4 separate regions of the Sus scrofa genome follow, and regions 1, 3 and 4 are each linked to region 2. The links are chromatin contacts, called in public HiChIP or PLAC-seq maps. All regions are on one chromosome and are shown on one strand. Each heading gives the region's core, a stretch centred on a gene start, on an enhancer-like site or on the middle of the called end of the contact. The rest is flanking DNA. Distances are from core to core; before and after follow the strand shown. Region 1 has its middle 31 kb from the start of FURIN. Region 2 has its middle 82 kb from the start of BLM. Region 3 overlaps BLM (Bloom syndrome RecQ like helicase). Region 4 holds the start of FES (tyrosine-protein kinase Fes/Fps).

Region 1 (2,808 bases), core at 182-2,681, 160 kb after region 2:
CACCGGCGTGTTTCCTGTACCTCCCAGTGTGTGGCAGGCACTGGGCAGCCACCCAGCCACCGTCATGATTCACACACTCCCGGAGACGCACTCCAGGTCAGGGCTGGGAGAGGAGGAGGCGGGGGTTCAGCAAGGAAAGATCAGAAGCGTCCAGGGGAGAAATTAAGTTGCAGCTCTAGGAGTTTCTGCCGTGGCTCAGCGGTAACAAACCCAACTAGTTAGTATCCATGAGGAGGCAGATTCGATCCCTAGCCTCACTCAGTGGGTGAAGGATCTGGCGCTGCCGTGAGCTGTGGTGTAGGTCGAAGACACAGCTAAGATCTGGTGTTGCTGTGGTGTCGGCGGGCAGCTACAGCTCTGATTCGACCCCTAGCCTAGGAATTTCCATATGCGGTGGGTGTGGCCCTAAAAAACAAAATAATAATAATAGTAATAAATTGCAGCTCTATGGAACAATCAGGTTCCTTTTCCCCATCTCCTCACAAAAATACTCCAACAGAATATTTCTTGTTTCCTTGTGGATTGGATCCATTTTGAGCTTCGCTACCAAGAGCCCCTGCTTCTGCAGGAATCAACCCTCCCCACAATCTGAGAGAGGGTCCTGTTGCTCCCAGAGGCAGCTGAGCCTGAAACCAGTCAGGGCCAGGCCCTCATTCTCTGGCCTGATGTCACCTGGCTGGTGGGGCAAGATGAGAACAGGCCAGGGGCTGACAATACCCAGGACAGCCCAAGGGTCCCAGCCTGTCCTCCTGATGGAATGTCAAGCCGCACCACCCAGTCCTGGCCTAAACTGCTTGGGGCAGAAAGGCCCAGCCCAGTGCTAATCCCAGGTTCTCCACCTGTTCTGATTCTGTTTCCTTGCCAGGTCCTGGGCTCATGCCGAGAGCCTGATTTCTGGGAAGTGGAAGAGTAGGGTGAGGCAGGCATGAGGGGCTATGCGGTCACTCCTTCTGGCAGGCTGGGATTGGTGCTGTGCCTCCTGTGGCCACCCTCCCCTCAAGACACTCCTGGTCAAAGTTCCCCAGGGGAAGAGCCACAGTCATACCCCCTCCTCAAGGAGGCTGCTCATGCCACTGGCAAAGACCTTCTTGCCCTTGGAGATGGGCTACCCTGATCCGGAGGCCCCAGATCTGGGGTTGGCATTTCCTGTTCTTCAAACCTGTCTGTTCAGTCCTTTAAACCTGTTGCTGACTTGCTGTGTGACCTTGGGCAAGTCACTTCCCCTCTCTGGGCCTCAGGCTTTACCAATAGAATGAATGATCCAGTCTGCCCACCTACTGGGACATTCCAAAACTGTGAAATGTTCATCACCATGTGATCTTATGTAATCAGAGCCGCATTCCTTTAATTTGACAAAAATGCACATGGTCCCGATGGGTGACTCAGCAGTCCTCAGCTCTGGCCTGGACACCCACGTCGCTTGGGGTGGGGAGGAACAGGTCCTACCCAGACCCACAGAATCAGAGTCTCTGGGCCTCTGGGCCTCTGGGTGGGCAGGACTTAGAGATTTGCATTTTTAAGAGGCCGCCTGGGGAGTCCCCATTGGCCCAGTAGGTTAAGGATCTGGCGATGTCATTGCTGTGGCTTGGGTTGCTGCTGTGGCTCAGATTTGATCCCTGGCCCAGGAGCTTCTGCATCCCATGTGCATGGCCAAAAAAAAAAAAAAAAAAGAAGAAGAAAAAGCTGCCTAGGAGGTCAGACTTTAAAGGGCAGGAGAACCTAGACTCTCGCTACCCCAGTACTTGACAAGATGAGTAATAGCACAGTGGCAACTTGTTTATAAAGAAAATGAGCCAACACACTGAGCAGACAATCTCCACAGCGGTGGCCTTTGGTGCCCTCTGCCCTCATGGATCCTGAGCGGCCAGGGACATGGGAGCAGGACACAGTCCTGGCCAGGCAGAGGGGGCTGGGGTGCAGGGTGTGTAAGAGGCAGCAGGAAACGGAAGGCCTGCACCCTCAGCAAGAGTGGCCTCCGTGGGGGAAGTCTCCCCGCCCACCCCTGCACATTTGAGCTCCTGAAAAGCAGGTTGAAAACCACACAGCTCTCCCAACTGTCCCTCCAAGGGAAGGCAGCCTGGTTCCCCTGTGAGAAGTAGAGGGTCTGCAGGAGATGCTCGAGTTAACTGAGCAAGGTGAAAAGAACACCCAAGGCTACTCTGCCAACTGCCATGAAGAGGCTGGCAATCACTGGAGGGCGTGGCTGGAAGGGGATGGGGCCAAGGATCAGAGGCAGCTTCCCTGAAACTAATAGCTTCAGGACAGGAGTTCCCATCATGGCTCGGCAGAAACGAATCTGAGCAGCATCCATGAGGACACAGGTTCCATCCCTGGCCTCGCTCAGTGGGTTGAGGATCTGGCATTGCTGTGAGCTGTGGTGTAGGCCGGCGGCTACAGCTCTGATTTGACTCCTAGCCTGGGGACCTCCATATGCCATGGATGCAGCCCTAAAAAGACCAGAAAAAAAAAAAAAAAAAAAAAAGCTTCAGAACAGAGAAAAGCTAATGAGAATATGAGTTGGTTATGAAAAAAAAAAAAAAAAAATAGGCATTCCCCGTTGTGGCACAGTGGAAACGAACATGACTAGTATCCATGAGGATGAGGGTTCAATCCCTGGCCTCACTCAGTGGGTTAAGGGTCTGGCATTGTGGTGACTGTGGTATAGGCTGGCAGCTGCAATTCTGATTCCACCCCTAGCCTGGGAACCTCCACATGCCTTTGGTCTGGACCTAAAATGCAAAAAAAAAAAAAAAAAAAAAAAAAAAAAAAGGCACAAAGAAGAGATAACTTTAAAATAGCATCAGGATT
Region 2 (2,700 bases), core at 72-2,571:
TCTGTGTTATGGCTTAGCAAATATGTACTTCTCTGCCCTTGTACTTGGGGAATTGTTTACCTCCAGGCCCCTTTGCTCTTGGGCTCTGCCGTGTGACTTGCTTCAGCTGGTGACGTGTTGGAGGACAAGACCTGGAGCACAGCCTTGGCATGGGCTGGCGGCTTAGTCCCCCCACTCACAATTCTGCCATTGCCATGAGCACATCTTCCCTTGTGAGACCCAGAGGTTCCAGGAGAAAGAGAGGCAGGGGACACTTCAGCCTAACCCACCCCCGAGAACCAGTCTAGCCAGGCCCAGCTGAGATGAACGGGGCTGCCCCAATCGGTGTGCAGACAGGTGAGCCAGAAATAAATGCTTATAACAGGAAGCTGTTGAATTATGGGACCATTTGTTATGCAGCATTCTTGTGACAATGGGTGACTGATACACATTGTTTGTTCATGTCCTCTTTTGTGCTTGAGTTGCACTTTGTCCCTACCACTTTACTTACTAACTGTAGGGCTGATTTTGTTGCCCTTAACCTTGGAAGAAAGCACTGTCTCATTCACTTTTGATTCCTCTGTGCCCAACCAGATGGCACCCAATATCATCCTCTTCCTCTGCACCCCTCTGGGACAGCCCAGTCCAAGTGGAGATCCCACACCTCTGCTCCCAGGATTCACCTGCCAGTATGAACAAGATTCAAAAGCCCTAAGCTTCAGTATCCACTCTTGGGGAGGACACCTGGGGCAGGGGATGCATAGCTGCTTTCCCAGCCAGGTAATGTATGAAAACAGGGAAAAGACCCTCTCAGTAGATGTAAGGGGGGTGGGAACAAGGAGAAAGCTGAGCTCTTTGTCCAAATATAAACCAAGAGCCTTGGGGTATGGAAATCTCAGAAGGCTTCCTTGCAAAGTGCCCAAGTGCCCAGGGGGCAGTGAGGGTGCTGTCACTAACATCATATGGGCCCCCTGTCAGAATGAGCTCTGGGAGCCATAGTTCTGGGACAGGGAGGGCAGCTGTGGACTGGGTTTTCCAAAGACTGCCCATCAGCCTCTTGCTATGATAATCTTGGTTCTACCCAGCTAGTTTCCTTAAAATTTATCACCCAAACCAGTGATATTTAAACACTTTCGTAAGTGAATAATTTTTTGTGTGACTGAATATTAACAATCGCTTTTGTGAGTGTTAATAGTTGTGCCAGGACAACCGGTCAGCCTGTGTATAGGAGCAGGGCCTGCTCAGGGGCCAAGGGCCCAGGCCCTGGAGTTAGAGAGATGGGCTTCACATCTGCCTCCGCTCTTCCTGGCTGTGAAGACAGGGCCAGCCAGTGGCCTCCGCGTCCTTCCGTTTTCTGATCTATAAATAGGGATGATGCTGCCCACTTCACGGGTCGTGCCCGCCCCGTGGTGAGCACTTCCTAAATGTTAGGTATCACTTTCACTGTCATTCTTGTTACTAAATGGGTCCTTTCTTGCTAGACCTCAGAAATACAACAAAGGGACTTGTTGAGAAGACAAGCCCAGCCTTTGAAAGGCAATGCACAGAGAAGGCCTGTGGTGCCTCCACCCTCCTCCCTGAGGAACTAGTGTGATGACTGGTCTGACCAGGACGCCAGCAGCCAAACACAGATCTTCTGGAGGCACCTGCCTTTCCTGGCTCAGGAGCCCCAGGCCTAGCCTCAGATGACGCCTATTCTTGATCAGCTCAAAACCTGGCCTTGTAAGTGCTGAATCTTCCTCAACTGCTGTTTGTAAGGCAAGCCCTGCACGCTGCCTGGGGGCCTATTTTACTGGGTGCAGGAGGAGCCATGCAAACTGGAAGCTGCTGGGCTCCTCCCCTCCAAGAAGCCAGGCCAGCAGACAGGCTTCCCTGGCGAGGCTTCCTTGACCTAGCTGGCCAGTCAGATGTGCCCTCCCTGGAAGGTAAAGCTTGAATGGGGGAGACTCGGGAGTCTAGGGGTGGGGGTGGGGGTGGGGTCTCACTGAAAGGAGCCACATTAAAGGCAGTGCCTTGGCCATTATCCTGCCATCAGGAGGCCAGGCTGTTCCGCGTTTCTCCCAGCCTGTGTGCCACCCCGGTAACTTTTCCTAAGTCTCCTGGAGCCAATAGCTGCTTCAGCTCGCCAGCTTGTGAGGCTGTGCTTGCCCGCAAATCTCTGCAACTCTGTCCCTTGCCCGGGCCCTGCTGTCTGGGCTGCCGTGACTAGACTCTGCCTTGGCTTTCGGGTCAGGCAGTGGCCGTGGGAGCCAGTGAGAAGTGCCACTTTCAGCTCCATGTTCTTCCTGAAGAGAGGACTCCCTGGGCTTGCTCCGGGGACTTCCGCTGTTACCCTGGCACACACCTCTAGCCAGCTGCCCACAGGGCTGTTTAATCACTCCCCCACCCCTGCCCCGCCAGGGGGCCTGAGAATCAGGACTCCTGATGGCAAAGCCAGCGAATGCTGGTTCTGCAGAATGCTGCTAGGGGATGCGCACAGCAGCACCCTTGCACGCCGAGGGTACCGGCTGCTTCAACATGGTGTGGAGCTGTCCCCAGTGAAGAACAGACTTCCCAGAGGTGCCAGCCTACCTCCAAGGGCTTGATGCATTACTGAGCATTGCTCAAACGTGCTTGACCCCTGAGTCCTTTCTGTTGGTACCACCTTGTGAGGCTGATGTTCTGGGAAGCACACTGGGAGAAGCCTGGGGACAGGCAGGGATGGATGAGGGAAGGATGCAG
Region 3 (2,700 bases), core at 111-2,610, 140 kb after region 2:
GGAGCTACAGCTGCCAGCCTACGCCACAGGCACAGCAATGCCAGACCCAAGCCGCATCTTCAGCCTACACCACAGCTCATGGCAATGCCAGATCCTTAACCCACTGAGCAAGGCCAGGGATCAAACCTGCGTCCTCATGGATACTGGTCAGATTCGTTTCCACTGAGCCACAATGGGAACTCCCTGTGCCGAGGACTCTTAACAGCCTGCTTGTTCAAGTCAGCACACAGGACTGGAGAAAGGACAGGTTTGGGTTGGGCTGGAGGGAGGAAGGAGAATTCAGCCATGGCCGTTCTGGAGTGCAGGGGAGAAGTCGGAGCTGGAAGTACAGATGTGGATGTTTTCTGCAAACAGAAGGATCATCATCTTTGCAGCTAGACGAGTCTTCGTTGTGAGAACACTGGGCCAGATAAAGTCGTGTTAAACCGAGGCACACCGCCCTGGCCCCCGCTCTCCCATGCCCCCCACGGCCTTTGCCGTCTCCATTCTCTGTCCTGACTTAATGCCCCTCTGCTGCTGGAATTGGAGGATGGGCGCCTGCCCTCTGGGCCTGTCTGCTGCCTCTGTTGGCACTAACTGCCTTGTAGAAAATTGGCCCATGTACCCAGTGCTCTGCAGTTAGTTGGCACTTTACAAACATGTGCTGAATTGGTGAATGAGCATAAATTCAGAGGGTTTTCTATGGGTAGTAATTTAAATTTCTAATTTTATGCCCATGCACAGAATCTTTATCTTCTGATCCTGAGGTTTTGCTTCAAATTGATGGTGTTACAGAAGACAAACTGGAAAAATACGGTGCAGAAGTGATTCCAATATTACAGAAATACTCCGAATGGACAGTGCCAGGTTCAGTATGCAGCCAAATACATGTTTTCTGAAAGCCTCTTTTAATGTGAAGCGATGTGTCTCACTGGATTAGAATTATGTGGTTTCGGGGTTGTGTTAATGCTTTTCCTACGCCTTGTCACACAGACGTCCAGTTGTCGGAGTAGACCTCTTCGAGGACACTGGTGCTTAGGCCCCCAGGGCATGCAAGTTACTGAACTTGCCAGTAGGACCCAAAGGAGGCCCCTTGGGCCCAGGAACTGCTGGTTCTGTTAAGGCAAGCACCCAGGGATCTGCCACCATCTCACTGTGTGATCCTTGGCAAGCCACAAATAACCTCTTTGTGCTTCAGTTTCCTTATCTGAGGGAGGAACGTGTTATCTGACAAGCGTGTCTAAAGATAAAGTTCAGAAGTGGAGTTTAAATGTTTTGGAAAAATGGACATGTAATCGGAACACTGGAGAGTCTAACTGTGATTAGCCATTGAAAGAATCTGCCCAGTGAGTGCATCATTAGCGGGCTTCCCAAAGGTCACGCGAGACTTGTCATGCAGCACCTCTAATTAGGCAACTCCTCACTGAGCTGCAGAAAGCATGGGCTCGGGGAGAATGCAAGGACGAAGAAAGATTTCGATGCGGCAGATAGGACAAGTCTTGTACAGGAGTCCTGGGCCTTCCTCCAGCGTATTGCCATGCAGACTAGCCACAGGAAGTGTTTTCCTGTTTGGTAATGGACCTCAGGGGTGGGGCTGGCACTGCTAGGTCCTTCTCAAAGCTGAGGATGAGAAATGAGTGAGCTGTATGTCAGGTTCTCTCTCCCCACAGTCGTTTTTTGTTTTTAGGGTTTTTGTCCATTGACAAAATGCCCAAGAGTTTTCGTTAATTCCTCTGTGTAGTAGTTATTCCTAGAAGCCTTATTTCAAATATGTTGACCTCTTGGTGGGTCATTTGTATACATTTGTTTAGTGTAGTAACTTGTGTGGAAGGGCATTTTGCCCACATAAGACAGGGCTGCTCTGCAGAAACAGCCCCAATCGAGAGAGAGACACTCCTATTCGCCTATTTTGTGCTATCCTCTTAACAGCCATTCAGAGGTGAAAATGAGTAAGGCCTTTTCATTTCCCCAAAATCCCATGGCTGGGATGACAGCTCTTCACCGAGCTGTGCTGCTTCCCCCTGTGCCTTTCCTCCCAGGCGGGGGCTGGCCTGAGGGTGAACCAGGCCAGCCAGGCAGGAAGTATCTTCAGAAAATGAACCTGATCCCTGTTGACTTATGGGAAGATTCCATGCTTTGGGGGCGCCTTAGGTTGCGAATGCCTATAGAAATTACCATCTTCTCTGCAAATGTGTGCTTTCGTACAGACCCATTTCCTGAGTGGTATGTGAAATGTTCACAACTATTATGCAAAGAGTAAAATATCTAGAATTTTCTGACACTCATTTACTATCGTTCAAAGATAAGATGCAGAACATAGTTATGTTTTCATTATACTGGGTAAATTTTTTTAGCATGTGTAAAATGACAAATAAAATTGCCTTTTATTTAGCACTTTATACTTTTCAAAGAGCCTAACAGGATTAACTGCCCAAACAATAACAGGGGTGCAGGCCACAGATTATGGGCTAATAAACCTGACATCTCTAGTCAAGTTAAAGAGCATCATACATTTTCTTAATGAATTCTGACCCCCTTTCTTTAAAAATAAATTGCCATTGACCACTTTGGGACTTTGTGGGGTGGGGGGAGTTGATTTCTGGTGGAGTTGTTGAATCCACGTGGCAGGATTCAGCAGGGAGGCAGCTAGGCATCAGCTGAACTGTGGCCCTGTGCTTTGTATCCACATCTAGGCTGTGACAGCACTTAGACAAGCACAGC
Region 4 (2,795 bases), core at 288-2,787, 210 kb after region 2:
GGGACTCCAGGACCAGCCAGGGTGTGGGGGGCAGGGGGAGGGGGCCTCTCCCCACCCCCAGAGCCCCTCCGAGTGGAGAACAGAGTGAAACCTTTAGGGCAGCTTTCCAGGGTCCGGGCCCCAGCCAGAGCTCCCTGCCAAGCGAAGGGGGTGGGGGGGTGGCCCTTCCCCGTCCCTCTAAAGCAATAATGGTTCCCATCCAGGCAGCAGGGAGGCTGGCCTAGTGGGTATTTGAAGGAGGAGGCCACCTCTCCAAGGGCTTTTGCATCCGCTACCCCGCCCCCCACCTCTGGTGAGCCTCGGGTGGAAGCAGTGAGCAAAGGAAGGGACCAAGGCCAGGCAGGCACCTCCGGGGCGCGCACGTGGGTCCACGCGCGTTTGTCCCTTTGCCCCCGTCTACTGCGCTGGCTGCCTGCCAAGCAAGGTTGGCCCAGCCCCACGCTGGTGCCCCTACCACCCTCCCCTCTCCAGCACCCTTCCCTCCCGCCAGGGCCCAAGTCCCTGTTTTCTGAGCCCGGGGCCACCTGGGCTGTTGGCACTCGCAGTCCCAGAGCCCCTGGGTGGGTGGTGGGGAGGGACGGTGGCCCAACCGGCCTGTCCCACCTCCCACCCGATGCTGCTTTCCCCTGTGGGGATCTCAGGGGCTGTTTGAGGTTATATTTTCACTTTGTGATTATTTCACTTTAGATGCTGACTTGTTTTTGTTTTTTTTGTTTTTTTTTTTTGGTATTTTTAACGGGGGTAGCAGCTGGACCATCCACTCTCCCACACCCACTGTCCACCCTGCTGTTCCCCCCCGCCGGCTGCGCGGGCCCTGAGGTGTGGGGGGCTACGGCCTGTTGCCGAGGAATAGCTGAGCCCCAAATCCTGAAGAGGAGGCCAGGCCAGACGGGCCCTAGGAAAGGAGGATTGGGGTGGGCGGGCAGGCTGTCCATCTCAGATGGGGCTGGTCGTGCCAAGGGCTCACGGGTCACTGGTTCTCCAAGTGCCAGGGGTGGGCAGGTGGTGGCACCAAGCCCCTTCCAACACTGTGCCCTGGTGGAGGAAGCGCTGACCTGTCCGGCCCCCCAGGTCCCCCTCTTCTGACGTGCCTTTTGCACCCCTCCCATTAGGACAATCAGTCCGCTCCCATTTGGGAGCCCCTTTTTCTCTCTCCCCCAGCACCCCCCCCACCCAGCCACCTGCCCAGGGGTGCCCCCTCCTCTTCCACCCCCACCCTTGTGGCCAGCCCAGCTGGTTTTGTAAGATACTGGGTTGGTGCACAGTGATTTTTTTTTTTTCTCTTGTAATTTAAACAGGCCCAGCATTGTTGGTTCTATTTAACGGACTCGAAATAATGTTAGGTTTTAAAGTGATTAAACTTGCAGACTATGCAAACCAGGCCTGGTCTCCAGTGTGGTGATAATTGTTCTTCTCTGGGCCCTGGGGCTGCCTCCAGGATGGGGTGGGGGTGGGGGTGGGGATCGGGGCAACCTACATGCCCTTGTGACCTTCCTGCCCACGGTCCATCGCCCAGAGGGCTTCAGGGCCTCCTTCGGGCAGGGTGTAGAAGGGGACTGCAGCCGGGCACAAGTCCTGGAGGTGGGACTGGCTGAGCATTTCCACCCGCACAGGCCTTGAGTCCAGCAGGGAGAGAAGTTGAGTCCCACTCCCTGGCCCAGACCCCTTGCCTGCCCCAGGTTTCCCTTGAAACAGGAAGCCCCAGCCCTGGCTAGGTGAGCGGTGCCTGTTCCACCAGGGGACCTGTGTGGGAGAAGCTGGCCTCCCCTCTAGACATTTACTTGGAGATTTTATTCAAATGGAGACTGGTGCCTGAGCTCGCCTTGGGGAATCCAGTGGGGAGGGGAGGGCCTGCACCAGGCTTCCCCCTTCCTCTTCTGGGGCTGCTGCTGGGGTGGCCCGCCTGCCCCCAGGCTCTGGACCCGCAGGCTCTCCCACCCAGTGCAAGCCTGCTGCTCCGCCCTGGGCAGGCGCCCATTACTGCACCCGCGGGCCGCTTCCCCCAGTTCCTGGGCGCTGTCCGGGACCTGGGGAGTGCCCGGCCAGGCTGCTCTCTTCTGGCCCATTCTTTCTCAGCCCCCTCCTCCCTTCCGTTTCCGCGAGCCTTGTGAGCCGTGTGGCTGGCTGAGCGGCCTGCACTGGGCAGCGGGGGGGCGGACAGGCGTCAGGGGCTCCTGCCCGCCCCTTCCCCTCCGCCGGCCCGCCCCGGGGCCTGGGCCAACTGAAACCGCAGGAGGAGGAAGCGCGGAATCAGGAACTGGCCGGAGTGGTGCGGGGGCCTGAGTCTGAGTTGGTCCTCGGCGGCCCTAGGAGCAGCTAGCTGCCCACGCGGGTAACTCCTGCCCCCAGGGGAGGGTGTCGGTGGGTGGGGGGGAGTGGGAAGCAGGCAGGAGCCCTGCCAGCGGCGGCGATCAGAGAGCAGACACAGTTGGGCAGGGGCCGGGGAAGGGTAGGGGCTTGGGCTGCGGCTGCCTGGGGCGCCAGAAGGGGCAGGCTTGGCCCGGCCGAGGGGCCGAGGGACCGAGGGCCCTGATCGTGCCGCGCCCCTGCAGCTGGGTGCTGGGTGGGAGGGCCCAGGGAGGCAAGATCCAGGAGGTTTCTGCCCCAGGACTGGAAAGAGGACCCCTGGCACTAGTCCTCGGCCTAGGATGCAGGAAGCAATGAGGGCTTTCCCAGGCCAGGCCAAAGTTTGTACCTATGGCTGCATTTCAGTGGGACAGACCCCCACCACCCGCCTGTCTGCAGCCCCTCTTAGTCAGGCAGCCCCTAGGGTCTCTGTCCCACACCTCTGTCTG

The links. HiChIP or PLAC-seq counts read pairs in DNA pulled down with a chosen protein or histone mark.
Region 1: a contact with region 2 is called in an H3K27ac HiChIP or PLAC-seq map of alveolar macrophages. The contact joins two enhancer-like sites. A contact is called at or near these places in 1 of 5 promoter capture datasets (liver), 1 of 47 Hi-C or Micro-C datasets (embryonic fibroblasts) and 1 of 2 datasets of contacts at active chromatin or transcription factors (alveolar macrophages).
Region 3: a contact with region 2 is called in an H3K27ac HiChIP or PLAC-seq map of alveolar macrophages. The contact joins two enhancer-like sites. A contact is called at or near these places in 1 of 5 promoter capture datasets (liver), 1 of 47 Hi-C or Micro-C datasets (embryonic fibroblasts) and 1 of 2 datasets of contacts at active chromatin or transcription factors (alveolar macrophages).
Region 4: an H3K27ac HiChIP or PLAC-seq map of skeletal muscle shows a contact between it and region 2, with 9 times the contacts expected there. The contact joins the promoter of FES here to the enhancer-like site in region 2. A contact is called at or near these places in 2 of 5 promoter capture datasets (fetal skeletal muscle and liver), 18 of 47 Hi-C or Micro-C datasets (alveolar macrophages, brain, embryonic fibroblasts and 11 more) and 2 of 2 datasets of contacts at active chromatin or transcription factors (alveolar macrophages and skeletal muscle).

The regions. Positions count from the first base shown.
Region 1 is chr7:53,422,815-53,425,622 of Sscrofa11.1, forward strand. No RefSeq gene overlaps it. Among named protein-coding and RNA genes, the nearest start is that of FURIN, 31 kb to the right of the region's middle. Within about 2 kb of position 1,432, at least 16 of the 83 cell types and tissues checked have an H3K27ac peak or open chromatin away from gene starts, as enhancers often do. A contact at or near this core is called in alveolar macrophages, where this site is marked.
Region 2 is chr7:53,260,475-53,263,174 of Sscrofa11.1, forward strand. No RefSeq gene overlaps it. Among named protein-coding and RNA genes, the nearest start is that of BLM, 82 kb to the right of the region's middle. Within about 2 kb of position 1,322, at least 16 of the 83 cell types and tissues checked have an H3K27ac peak or open chromatin away from gene starts, as enhancers often do. A contact at or near this core is called in alveolar macrophages, omental adipose tissue, retroperitoneal adipose tissue and 2 more, where this site is marked.
Region 3 is chr7:53,404,836-53,407,535 of Sscrofa11.1, forward strand. BLM (Bloom syndrome RecQ like helicase) reads left to right here. Exons shown (of 21, transcript NM_001123084.1): 19 at 724-846. Among named protein-coding and RNA genes, the nearest start is that of FURIN, 49 kb to the right of the region's middle. Within about 2 kb of position 1,361, at least 10 of the 83 cell types and tissues checked have an H3K27ac peak or open chromatin away from gene starts, as enhancers often do. A contact at or near this core is called in alveolar macrophages, where this site is marked.
Region 4 is chr7:53,471,410-53,474,204 of Sscrofa11.1, forward strand. FES (tyrosine-protein kinase Fes/Fps) reads left to right here and starts at 1,538. Exons shown (of 19, transcript XM_001929355.4): 1 at 1,538-2,332. FURIN (furin) reads left to right here. Exons shown (of 15, transcript XM_021098916.1): 15 at 1-1,382.